Regions from separate parts of the Mus musculus genome. Here region 1 is linked to region 2. A link is a contact called in public HiChIP or PLAC-seq data. All regions are on one chromosome and are shown on one strand. Each heading gives the region's core, a stretch centred on a gene start, on an enhancer-like site or on the middle of the called end of the contact. The rest is flanking DNA. Distances are from core to core; before and after follow the strand shown. Region 1 overlaps Slc49a4 (solute carrier family 49 member 4). Region 2 has its middle 29 kb from the start of Parp9.

Region 1 (6,744 bases), core at 3,188-5,687, 160 kb after region 2:
CACCCTAGTCACAATTTTAGTCTATTGTATAACCCACCCTTGCCAACCTTTTCATGAATAATGCAATACTCTTAATTCCTCCTTAAACCACAACCCACCTTCTTCCTAGGCCATTGTAAATTCCTGCATATGAGAGTGACTTAGCTGTTATTCTAAGTATCCATAGGGAACCTCCATTTATCAGAGGAGCCCACCAACTTTCTTCTAATATGTAATGTAGTCTGCCATACCTGACTGTAATGATAATTCTAAGTTTATTTTGTTGAACTTGCCTTGAGATTTCTAACTCTAAACAGTAAACTGCAATGCCTGATTTCTTTCACTATCTATCAACACTAGAGGCATTTCCTCTGAATGAGTAGCATTACCTATAATATAACAATACTGACTGAAAGAAAGCACACAAAACCCTCTACTGACTATAGCAAGGACACATCTGGACTACATCCATGTTACAGGACGCCAAGGACCCCAGGAGACCAGTTTCTGTGAAACTTTTTGCTTCAGGACTGCGACCAAGCTTTTGGACTTGTCATTTAGACTCCACTGGAGTGGCTGTGGCAGAGGGGGAGTGAAGAGGAGCAGGCACACAGCCATTAAACCTGTGCCTCTTAGAGAGCACTGATGCCTCTGGAAGTGAGGTTAGAGATAGTTGTAAACTGCCATGAAGCTGATGAACCAGGGTGCTCTGCTAGAGCCACAGTCGCTGGTAACTGGAGCCAGCTCTCCAGGTCTAGCAGCATCATTTTATAAGTTGAAACCCATCTGAATATATCTGTTACCTTAGAATAATTTTTAGTGGCAATGTAATTTTTATTACCACTTTGAATTTGGAAGTTGGAATTTTACATTTGATGTAATTTTTACTTTCATTTGTGTATGTGTGTATATGCCTAAGATATAAAATTTAAATAATCTTTTAAATTTATTTTCCATACTTTTACTATGATAACTGAATAAACCCTTCCAGACAGGCACTTGGACAATTAGAGGGATGTGTTCTCCCTCAGTCTTTGTGGTCATCCCAGTTTTATGCTTAAGTAAAAATGATGAGTGCTCAGTGTACAGGCTGTTTTTCCTTCTCATGCTAGGGGCTTTAGGGAATATAAAGAGTAAATGAAATATAAGAGTAATTACACAAATGCCTTTAATCCCAGCACTCGGGAGGCACAGGCAGGCGGATTTCTGAGTTCGAGGCCAGCCTGGTCTACAAAGTGAGTTCCAGGACAGCCAGGGCTACACAGAGAAACTCTGTCTCGAAAAAACAAAAAAACAAAAACAAACAAACAAACAAAAGAGAGTAATTACACAAAACGAGTCCCAGTTGGCACTGGGCTCCCATAAAGAAAACAGAACTCATCTGGATGCTTTCTTCCATCGTAGGTCTGCGGGTCACTGTGCTTCTGACGTCATTTCTTATGGTTTTGGGAACTGGTCTACGATGCATACCTGTATCAGACTTAGCCCTTAAGAAAAGGTAAGTCCTGTATGACATCTCTGCACATTTTAATCTATTTCAAGTGTGTCATTTATGCTTGACCATAAGACTCTGATAATGTGATCTGTAGAGAGGCATAGGCATGGGAGCTATTATTCTCTTTACTGTGTGTAATGGGTAACTTAGTTTCTTTTCACATGGAAGATGCTGGACTAGTTGTGGAAACAAAACAAATAAAAACAAGTGAATCTTCTTGCTACCCAGGAGCTATAAAAACCATGAGAAATGCACAAATAAGTATAACAGGTCACACACATGTATGTTACATAAAATAGAAGCAGTAGGGCTGGAGAGATGGCTCAGAGGTTAAGAACACTTACTGCTATTACAGAGGACCTGGGCTCAGTTCTGAGCATCTACATGGCAGCTAGCAACCATCTGTATAGCCCAGTTCCAGGGACTCCAACAAGTATGCACATGATACACATATGTCTGCAGGCAATGCATTCATACACTTTGAGTAAAACAAGTAAATCTAAAAAAAATTGTTTTCAGAAATAGAGGTAAGAGTATAAAGGAGATATAAAATGACTCCATGGGACAGAGCAGTTTTGGTTGTGCAGAGAGAACCACAGGTGTAAAATGGCAGAAGAGGGAGGGCATCCCTGGCAGGGAGGCCATGATGGCTAGAACTGAGTGAGTGAGAGTGAGTGGGTGAGTGGCTGGCCTTTTGGAAAGACCTAACGTCCAAGTTATGATTGGTGCTACGGAAGTGTGGGGCTGGATCCTCTAAGATTGTGTGAGCTCCTGGATGGACTTCAGGGCTTTTTCGGAGCTAGAAAACCACTGGAGGTTCTAAGCTGTGGAGTGTCCTGGTGACAGGCTGCTGTTCTGCCTGTAGGGAAGCTGGAGCTCACAGGCAAAATAAGGAAGCCCCTGGGAAACTAGTCACCAAACCAGGGGAGACGCTGCTGGGCATTGTGGTAGCAATGGTAGTGAAAGAGTGTGGAAACTGTGTTTTGGAGAACTGGCTACTGAAAATGCCGATGTGGGGAGGAAAGGGATCCTGGGAACTCTTGGCTTCACGGGGTTCTCAGAATGACAGGATGGCCTGTGTGAGCGCAAACGTGAGGAGAGGTCAGAGGTGGTGCGGCCGAGGCAGAGCCACTGCCTGGGGGTCTGTTAGAGATAGACGTGGGAGGCGAGGTGGGTGGCTTTCATTTAGAGCAGAACTTGACAGTTTAAAAATAAATGTTCGTTTTCTGATTTTCAAAATATATTCTCTTTTCAGGAAACTTAAGTTACAAATGCTTTTGTTTTGTAAAAGAAAGCCAGAAAAGTCACACGGGTCCCGTGGAAGGCTGTTAGCTTCTGTCCTCCTGAGTTGGGTCTTGATGGTGTTTGATGTGGTCTAAATTTATTAAACAGTGCAGATTTGTTTGTTTTTAAGGCATCCACGGTGTTAAAAATACAATGTTGTAATGTCCTCAAGGCACTCTGAAGATGTCACTCAGCCTTTGGTTTTAATTCTGCTCTGGACCACCTGTGCTCTTACCATCCCAACGCTACATTCATCTCTATCTTTCCAGTTAGGATTCTAGAAATAGGGCGGGTGTTGGGTCTGCGTTCTGGCAGAGAAAGTGAAACAGAAGAGAAATGGAGCTCACAGAGAAATGTGAATAAAGGAAGGGTGGACAGGAGGGAGAAACAGCTCAGAAATACTGAGCCTTTCCTAACTTACTTTTCAATCTTGTGTTCATTTGTAAAGAATAGGTTCCCCAGAGTAAGGTACTCTGTGTGCTACAGTAATTCCAAGCAGCGTCTATAGTGCAGCTGCCAAAATGAAAATGCTATAATTAGAACCTATATTTTTATCTGATAAGTGTGCTAGATTGCTACTTTTTCAGTTTATATGACATGGTGGAAGTAATAAAGACCTACAAAATTCATTTAAACATCACTGAGACAAGAAGTTGGCAGTCTGTGTCTTGTGGGCCCACCTCCCATGGAGCTTTTCGAGTTCTGACCCAGCTCCACCAACAAGCTCGGCTTCCTGGGGGTGAAGTTCCAGCAAGTCATTTCTGTCCTTAGTCACAGATGGGCCACTTATCCATAACACGTGCCGTGTTTATTACCTTCCCATTCAGAGTCCCTCTGTCAATGCAAACATTGAGTAGCTTTACTACCGTGTCAGACAGCTCAAGAGTGTGGCCCTAATAAACACGGTTTTCTAGAAAAAGTTTCCAGTGTGAAATGCCTTGCAGCTGGACAAGTTGTCTTTCGCATGGCTGTAGGAGAAAAGGCCATTTGCTCCCAGGCTTTTAGAAGCTAAAACTCAATGAGAAGAAACCTGGATCCTTGCCTTCCTGCTTTAGCAAGTTCCTGTTGTATCAAAGGCCTAACATATAAAACAAGCCATAATGGTGTTGGGAGCATGGTTGTTTTAAAGAAGCCAAGAGAGAAGAAGGCCTGGCAGCCAAGACACAAAGCCCGAGACGAGAGCCACGTTAAAATGTGGTCAAATGTCTTCATGATTAGCCACACTGTAAAACAAAGTCAAAGGACAAGTTAAAAACAAGGAAGTTCAACAAATAAGACAAATGGGCCATTTGTTGAGTTGGAAGTAATTATGTCAAGTCAGTAAAGAAGTAGCAATCCATGAGGGAATGGCTATGACAAGCAATAATAGAAATTAAAATGCAAATGACAGAATTGAGGGAGAGGAGCCAGCTTTCTGCCATGGTTAAATAAACCAAAGTTAAGACAGTGATTAGAAACCGATCTGGCAGTGCCAGTGTTGGAACAGTTTGGGATGTCCCATTTGCAGGGCGCTGGAGCAATATATCTGGTTTAAAGCGTACGTGTCCTTTACTCTGTGTATTTATAGAAAATTAGCCTACTTGCAAAGCTGTACCAGGTGGCCGGCACACCCGAGTGTGTGCAGCTTTGCTTGTGGTAGAGGAAGGCCAGGCTCACCCAGCTGCCAGCCACAGAAGCCTGTGCAGTGGATTGTGGGATTGTTTGTGGCTGTGAAAAGGTAACAGTTTGCAGGTGCTCATGTGGACTGTCTCTAAAATGTGCTTCTGAGCAGAGAAGTGTGGTTTACAACAGTGTGTTTAGTGTGCTTCTACTTAGAAAACAGTGGCAAAGGTACATGTAGCAGCTTTATTTTAGCAAGGACCCTTCCTAGAAGAAGCCATCGCTGCCAGTTGTCTTTGGGGAAGGAGCCAAGGAACTCCAGGTCTGGAGAGAAGAAAACCTTTATTTCTTGTTTTATATTCTTAACTACTGTTGGGAATTTTTGCCACATGTGACTATGTCTTAGGTTGCTTTCTGTTGCTGTGATAAACACTGTGACCAAAAGCAACTTGGGGAGGAAAGATATATTTCATTTTACAGCTTATAGTTCATCATGGAGGAAAGGCAGGAATCTGGAGGCAGGAACTGACGTAGAGGCCTGGAGGATGCTCCCCATGGTGTGCTTAGCCTGCTTTCTTATAGAACCCAGGACCATCTGCCCAGGCACCAAGCCCAGTGGGCTGACACCCCCCCACATAAGTCATTAATCAAGCAAATGCCCCACAGACAATTTATAGGCAATCTGATGAAGGCATTTTATCAACTGAGGTTCCTCTTCCAAAACGACTCTAGCTGTGTCAAGCTGACAAAAATAAAACAAAACGAAACACCAGGGCTGTATGTATGACCTTTCCAATTAAGAGAAATTAAAGTGCTTCCTAGATGTCGATGAGGAAATAACTCTTGCTTCTAAGAAGGTCAGAGAGAACGTATTCTGTAGCCCATATCAGTGGCCGAGGTTGGGACCATAGATTCTGGTTATCCCAACCTCCGTGTACCGAAGAAAGAAATGGGAAGCAAATCAAGACACTTTTCAAATACATCAATGGGATGTCATGTAGGAAGTCACAGACATCTCACTGCATCATCTGATGCAGTGTGGCAGCGTTCTTAACCCTTTGCTTGGTGGGAACTAGTAGTCTGTACATTCCAAGGAACTTACAGAATGATCACAAAGATGTTAGGCCACATACAGAAGAGGGCAATCAGTGGGCCCTGAAGGGGCCCAAAGGTGGCCTAAGATAATTTGGCTTTGGACTAGAAACATCCCATTCTCTTGGGTCTTTGGAGTTGTAATTAAGCAGCCTTGTTAGAAGTTCAGCATGAGGGTGTATCCGTCCAGGAGTTGTCACTCACAGTTCACTGTTCCCCTGGCTGGTCAGGCACTACAGTTTATGCATATGGACTCTGGACAATGAAAGGGAGAGAGAGCCAGGCGTGGTGGCGCATGCCTTTAATCCCAGCACTCGGGAGGCAGAGGCAGGCAGATCTCTGAGTTCGAGGCCAGCCTGGGCTCTACAAAGTGGGTTCCAGGACAGCCAGGGCTTCACAGAGAATCTCTGTTTCGAAACAAACAAACAGAAAGTGAGAGAGAGAGAAAGACAGGGAACATATAGTAAGTTTCTCCAGTGTAGAAATGTGGATCATTTGATATTTACATTTAAGAACTAAGATTCTTTTCTATAAATGTATAAAATTTAAGTTCCCTTACATTGGTGTCTTTAAAAATAAATTCCATTTACTAACCTTCTAGATCCTTGGTCCCCGCCCCAGTGCTATCAATTTTAGCAAGGTCTGTTAGGTAATCTCATGCTCATTTAGACTTAGGACCTACCTGCCTAGGGCAGAGGGCTTTCACTTTAAATAGCAGGTAAGGAAATTGCGTTTCACTAATCTGTTCTGTGATATGATCGCTTAAGTGAGTATCAGGTAATTACTGCTTAGACTCTAGGGACTGAAGAGCATGGTCGCTCTTGCAGGGGATCTGAGTTCGTCCCCAGCACCCACACACCTGCTCAGAAGCTTCGGAAACTCAAGTTCTAAGGGACCTGATGGCCTCTCCTGGCTACCGTGGGCACCGGGCACACACACACATGGGTACATGCAGACAAAGCACTCACGATAAAAACAAAAATAGGTCTTGAAGATTTAGACACTATGAAGAATTCTGTTGCCCTGCTTGATTCTTAAAGCTCTAGGACCATGTTTTTAAGTATTGTTGCCTGGTGCTGAGGTGGGCCTCAAGACTGAGGTAGTGGGCGGCTGCTACTACGAGTTTTCAGTAGAGGGAAAGGTATGAAATCAGAGCTCTGACACTGAGTCCTTCCTCTCTTTGTGGTGTGTTGATGTCTGAGGTAGTCCCTAGGCCCCAACATCACACAGGAATATTGAGTTATTTCTTGTTCAACATCACCCATATATAATTTCACACATATTTTGATGTAAGA
Region 2 (6,635 bases), core at 3,811-6,310:
AACTAGCCAGAGATATAGATGTTACATTCTACCTATAAATGACATTCCGGTTGCTCAATTCAGGTTGAGTTCAGTTTTTACCATGCAGACACCTGTGTACTACCCCTAGATAGTCTTATTTCAACTGGTCAAGGGTACTGGTGTAGGATACACCAATCTTTGAAACCATTCCTAGGGATTTTATTACTCAGCTAAAGCTGAACGTTGTAGCTTGTCTTTGGTAGGTTCTTCTCTTCCATACCCTTTATTCCTGTCTCCCACCCCCATCACTAGAAAGGAGAGAAAGAAGGATACAGGGGAAAGAGATAAAGATCACTGAATTTGGCCTGGAGATATGGTTCAGTGGTTAAGAGCATTGACTGTTCTTCCAGAGGTCCTAAGTTCAATTCCCAGCAACCATATGGTGGCTCACAGCCATGCATAATGGGGTCTTCTGGTGTCTGAAGACAGTGTTGGTGTATTTACATATATAATAAATAAATCCTAAAAAAAAAAACAACCCTTTCTTTCTTATTGTTTCCTCTTTGAGCTATGGTTTACTACTAATAAACATAACCAACCTTGCTGAATGGCCAACAAACACCAACCTTGCCTCTCAGGGTCCAAGCATTTTGTAACTGGCAAAACCGCACCTCTGCTAAAGCACAGGGCAAATTATAGCCGGCTACTGTGAAGCAGCCCCATATCCCCACTCCTGGGATTAAAAAAAATATTCTTATAATATTTCTGACACTTTTTTAAAAAAAGAAATCTAAATTCCAGAATTCTCACTATGGAATATCATAGTTTTGAATATTTCTTCAGAACTTGGCTGCCTGACCTTGAGAGTCACCTCTGTTTGGATAGCACTGAGATTAGTGGGAAGGGGGCTCTACTGAGAAATTTCAGGCTTTCTGATTATGAGCTGCTGGAAACCTTCTTTGCTTTTGCTGTAGCTACGGAGATAGCAGAGAGGGGGCAGCCAGCTGCTTTCTTTACGTTCTCTGAAGAGTAGAGTCCTTGGACTATCTTGGAATGTGGGCTTAGGACCTTGTCCTGAGATCAGCAGGTTGAACAGTTGAATCTTATCTTTTTACCCAGAGTTGATCTGACTCATACAAATCAAACTCAAGAGACTTACTTTATGAAGCTGGAATCGTAATTACTTAATTTGCAGTGAGAAAGATAATTGTCATGGTTACTGGTAATTGTGAGTCAACTGACTTTTATGAGGGTCCTGGAGAATATAATCAGACCTGGAAAAACAATGGATGCCATAACAGCATAACATTACAGCTAATTTATTTCTCACTCTAGGGGGAGTCTTAGTTGGCTCAGCAGACCAACCGGAAAGCCATCTCTGGCAGGCTTCAAATACCATCTCACTGCTGAGCAACCACTGTCTTGGTCAATATTCATCAAACACTTCAAGGTCCTTATCTATTAAAAACAGGTAGGGATGTTATCAAGACTGTTATGGGATTTAAATAAAAATAATTCATATAGGGCACTTAGCTTGTGTTTGGCACATAGTAACAGCGTAAAAATTACAGCTGTTGTCATTATCTACCTATGATGGGCCATTTCATAATCCACTCAGCACTGCAATACAGTTGCGATATCTATTACCAACCTCCACTACAAATGTTTCCTTATTATTATCATATTGTAAATGATGTGTGTGTGTGTGTGAGCAGGCACAGGCAGGTCAGAGACAACTTTGTGGTGTGAATTCTCTTTTTCCTCCTTTATGTAGGTTCCAGGAATCAAGCTGAGGTGCTGCTATGCATTCAATCTCTAAAACTCTGGCCCCCAGGATCTGCCTTGTGCAGTCCCACAAGCACATTCTCAGGTACTCCAAATGGTGTTGTGTAAACTTTGCTCACCAGTCTTCTCTGACCAGTTAAATAAAAGTAGCTGACAGCCAGTTACTGGGGAGACTAGAGGTGAGAGGAGCTTTGATTGACAGGCTGAGGGGTGCAGGTAGGGACCACAAGGAGAGAGAGAAATAATATGGAGAATCAGAACCAGGGAATGCCCAATGGAGCAAATTCAGCTCAGACAGGACAACTATGTGCAAGTAACTTGGGATGTGTAGCTGAGAAATAGCCAGTCTAGCACATAAAAATAGTTTAGGGGTAATTGTGGATTTAGCTTAATGCTTGTATGATTATGTTATTTGGGTTTCCAAATTTGTATAATCTGCATCTCACATGTAAGATGCTGAGGGTCCCTGTCCCCAGTTGGTTTTGATTGGTAAATAAAATTGTTGGCCACAAATGACTAATTTGCAGGGAGACAGAGGCAGTATTTTAGGATTTGCTAGCAAGGGGACTGAATAAGGAGAATCGCCATGTCTAAGGAATAAGATCTGGGCTTGAGAGTAAAAAGAAAGACATACCAATCATGTAAGAGGCAGAAAAGAGCAGCCCCAGAGGGTCCCCCGCTTGGGACTAGGAGAGTAAAGATGGAATATCGATTCTAGGAAGTAATAACTCAGGAGTATTGGAGGGAAGCATTAGCAAAATGGAAATTTGGGATTAAGGCATATTTAAGTGTGTGTGTGTGTGTGTGTGTGTGTGTGTGTGTGTGTGTCTTTCTTTCAGAAACTCAAAACACTGGGACAGGTAGTATGGAACTTGTGCCACCACTGGGAGATTTGAGTAGATTAATTGATTAATGTAATTGATGGCGCCCAATGTAGGGCTCCAACTCACTCTTAAACATTACTTAGAGATACTCAAATAGAAGGCACACACCATGACAAGAGATTAGGAGGTGGGGAGAATTGGTTTCTCAGCCAAGCCAACAAGGCCACATCTCCTAATAATACCAGTCTCTATGGGCCTATGGGAGTCATTTTCATCAAACCACCACAATATCTACCAGTATCTAGGCTGAAGGTAGTTTTTACCTCTCTTACCCATCTACAAACCCACTCTTTCCTCAGCACACCTGACATAGGGGACCACAGTTGTCTAGGACCAAAAGATGAGGGATAGCCTAACAGTAGTCATAAAGCATTTGATTTTCCTCACCACCACAATAAGAAGATAAATATTCATGATGCTAAAGTATAATAGGTCTTTAGGTTTTCACAGGTCTTTCTCTACATTAGTTGTTGACTAGAAGGACTTCTTATCTCTTCATCAGGCTTCCCATACCTACAAAAGAAATTAAGTCTCAGCATAGAGGTTCATGGAGAACATTCCTAGATTGAACCATGATCCTTTAGCTAAGTCTCTGAGGCAAGAGGGAACTTTGAAAGATTATTGTTATTATTGGATAGTGTAGAGGAATCTTAATCTAGGAACAAGGCTGCTCTGGCAAGGGATCACATCCAAAGACCTTCTAAGTCTAAATGATCCAGCTAGAATGATACCTTTAATCCTTCTGGCTGGACTATCGGAACTCCCTTAATACACACCTTTAATCTCAGATAATGAAGGTAAAGTTAGTTTGTAGAAGGAAGCAGCCATTTTTGAAAGTGATGCCTAATTGCGTGATAAAGTGACAAATCAGAGAAAGATTTGACAGATGAGTCAAAGATAGGCTACATCCAACTCTCACAAGAACAAAACATGGAGGAGAAGCTACTTAAGAGATGCAGTGCAGAAGAAGATAGAGAAGGCAGTTTTACAAAGACAGGTTCCAGGTAAAGAGTCAAGCCAGAGGATGCGAAGGAGCAAGATTAGAACAGATTTCCAGAGTCAGTTTAAGGCCAAGCAGAGCAATTCAGTCAGAATGGTAGAGAAGCCAGATTGAATCAGTCAGCTTGGAGAGGATTTTGGGCCAAAACAGCTGAGTTGAACCACACAGCTAGAGTTCAGAAAGGACTGAAAAAAAGGTGTTTCTTTAGCAGTAAGCCTCTGTGATGATGATTAAACTTAGAGAATAAAAGTGACTTTTATAAAATAGTTGAGGAATTGGACTAATATTTCCAACTTAACGTTGTGGCCACTTACTGTTTTCATTTCTAGGTAATTTTAGATGAATTCACTAGATGGTCAAGTGGAAATCCCAACAAATTTTTACATAGTTAGTAGTCACATTTTGTCTCCTCTAGCTCTTCTGTTCATGATTGTGAACAAGAAATGAAATTCAATCTCTTTTCCTTGAATTTTTTTCCCCTATCATGTTTGACCACCCCCTTGCTATAACCCTTTTGAGGTCTGCTACCTGTATCAATTGTCCTATACTAATATACTGTGTGTATTATAAAACATTGAGTTTTAAGTTAAAGGGTAAGATCAAATACAAGCAGACATTTTAATACTTTCTCAGTTGTAAAATATTGTAGAACTCACAGAAGTGAGTCTGTAGAATAGCTACCATTTTTACCAACCACTCAAAAGTAGCCGTAAAATGGAAGATTGAACATGAGCTTTACTCCTGTCTCACTCTTCTGAAATTATCATAAAGGCTGCAAGGCAAGGAAAAAGGAGAGTTGGAAAGAAAATAACAATGAACAAAAGATAAACATATTTTGCAACATGGAACCAGATAGCCAGCCAGGGTAACTGACATGAGTGGAAAACCAGTACAGAGAAATGGGACCACTAAAGACTTGGAGGCAGCAGGGACCTGGGAGGGCAGGATTCCAAGTGTAAAGCTGACGTCCTGTGTCAGCAGCATTAGCCCTAAATGCCCTGCTCTAGCTTGTACAGCAAGCTCTTGCCCTTAAGGCAGGTTAGTCCACTGCAGAAATAGAACCAGATGTAGGGCACCAGGGCCTGGAGAGATGACCTAGACTGAAGGCTGTGTTAGGGTAGGTCTATGCTGTGCTGTGGGTCCCCTGCCCCAGCAAGCCTTGCATAGCAGAATGTGAGCTGCTGCACCTGCATTGAAGCCTCTTTTGCAGAGAAGGCTTGATGTTTTGGGGAAAGTTTGTACCTCAGCAAGAACAGCGGCCAGACAAAGAAATTCGCTTGCTGAAAGCTTTTGTGTGGCAGGCTCCTTCAATCCATTATCTTTGCTGGTCAAATATCCTGGCACAGAAAGCCCTCTGTCAGCCTGTGTGTGACTCATGAGGAACTGAGAAGTCACAGGCTGAAAGAAGATAGGGGAGGATGGCAAAGGGCAAAGCACTTGTTTTTATGTAATCAACCCAGCTGTCACTGCATTATGACCCACGTGGTGCCACCATAACCTTGACTAGAACACTCAATGAACTGAAGCCAGCTAATTATTTGCCTAATTACCTGTGTGTAGGAGGAATCAAATAACTCAAAGAAAATGGCCAATTTTCTTGTTAGCATCTAAACTTTGACCTTTTTCTATTTTTCAGCTTGTAAAATATTTTGACAGCTTTGTAATAACTATCTTTTAACACAGGCCCTATCTTATTCAATAGCTACTCAACAATTGTTAGGATGAATCGTGAACAGGATCTCAGAAAATCCCGTATTTGCTTCAAATTTTTCATTGACACGTAGTATTTACACAGTTTTATTCTTTTTTAATATTATAATAAAGTGTAAAACACTTCAAATTGCTCAAAATATATATATATATTTCTGTTCCAGCCGAGACTCCAGCTTTGCTTAGCCACTGGGCACTGCTTCCGAGCCGTGGTTGGCCTGCTGCCCAGCCTCAGAGGCTGCTGCCCTTTGCCCTCCTGAAAAATTGAGGTGGATGAGCACGGACGTTGCTCTTCTGGGAAAGTGGGACAGTGTCTCAGTGCTCTAGAGCCCGGCAGAGAGTTCAAGCACCCATGGATGCCTGGGCCACTCTACCACTTCCCAAGACTTCACAGAACCCATGAAATGGAGATCTACCCATTGGTTTGTTTTAAGGACTGAATGGATTAAGACAGATAATACATTTATTTATTTATTTAGATTTATTTTATGTATGTGAGTACACTGTAGCTGTACAGATGGTTGTGAGCCTTCATGTAGTTGTTGGAAATTGAATTTTTTTTTTTTTTTTAGGATCTCTGCTTGCTCTGGTCAACTCCATTCGCCCAGTCCCTGCTTGCTCCAGCCCAAAGATCTATTTATTATTATACATATACACACTGTATATATATATATATATATATATATATACTGACTTCAGACACACCAGAAGAGGGCGTCAGATCTAATTATGGGTGGTTGTGAGCCACCATGTGACCATGTGGTTGTTGGGATTGGAACTCAGGACCTTTGGAAGAGCAGTCCGTGCTCTTACCTGATGAGTCATCTTATTAGGCCCCAGATAATACCTTTAAACAGCACCCCAAATATTCAACAATATAAACGATATTTTTGGTGAGTGTTTTGTTTTGTTTTGTTTTGTGAGACAGAGTTTCTCTATGAAGCCCTGGCTATCCTGAACTCAGTCTGTAGACAATGCTGGCCTGGGACTCACAAAGATATGCCTGTCTCCACTTCCTAAGTGCTGGGACAAAAGGCACACACCAACACCCAGCCTCAGTAATATAGTTATTGAGTTAAAGAATCTGGATGGGGATGGGTCACACAGCTTTGGGGGGAAATCTTCACATGGAGAGGTGGCACTTCTTTGTGATGCATTTGGTTTTGAGTGAGAAACCCTTCACTCAAGCTCCTGTAAGTAACTCCAATAAGCTCCTTATTTCCCCCACCAATTACAAAAGTAATTCTGAATAACAGAAAGTTAAAACTGCTCCCGGAGTGAACCGGGAGAGAGGG

The links. HiChIP or PLAC-seq counts read pairs in DNA pulled down with a chosen protein or histone mark.
Region 1: a contact with region 2 is called in an H3K4me3 HiChIP or PLAC-seq map of the SCID.adh cell line, with 8 read pairs. The contact joins two enhancer-like sites. A contact is called at or near these places in 3 of 39 promoter capture datasets (the 3T3-L1 cell line, embryonic stem cells and stem cell-derived epiblast-like cells), 1 of 15 datasets of contacts at CTCF or cohesin (embryonic stem cells), 3 of 484 Hi-C or Micro-C datasets (embryonic stem cells, nephron progenitors and stem cell-derived primordial germ cell-like cells) and 1 of 115 datasets of contacts at active chromatin or transcription factors (the SCID.adh cell line).

The regions. Positions count from the first base shown.
Region 1 is chr16:35,745,229-35,751,972 of GRCm38.p6, reverse strand. It overlaps Slc49a4 (solute carrier family 49 member 4), which reads left to right. Exons shown (of 9, transcript NM_153550.4): 2 at 1,384-1,477. Among named protein-coding and RNA genes, the nearest start is that of Slc49a4, 21 kb to the left of the region's middle. Within about 2 kb of position 4,437, at least 53 of the 459 cell types and tissues checked have an H3K27ac peak or open chromatin away from gene starts, as enhancers often do. A contact at or near this core is called in the SCID.adh cell line, where this site is marked.
Region 2 is chr16:35,906,041-35,912,675 of GRCm38.p6, reverse strand. No RefSeq gene overlaps it. Among named protein-coding and RNA genes, the nearest start is that of Parp9, 29 kb to the left of the region's middle. Within about 2 kb of position 5,060, at least 64 of the 459 cell types and tissues checked have an H3K27ac peak or open chromatin away from gene starts, as enhancers often do. A contact at or near this core is called in the SCID.adh cell line, where this site is marked.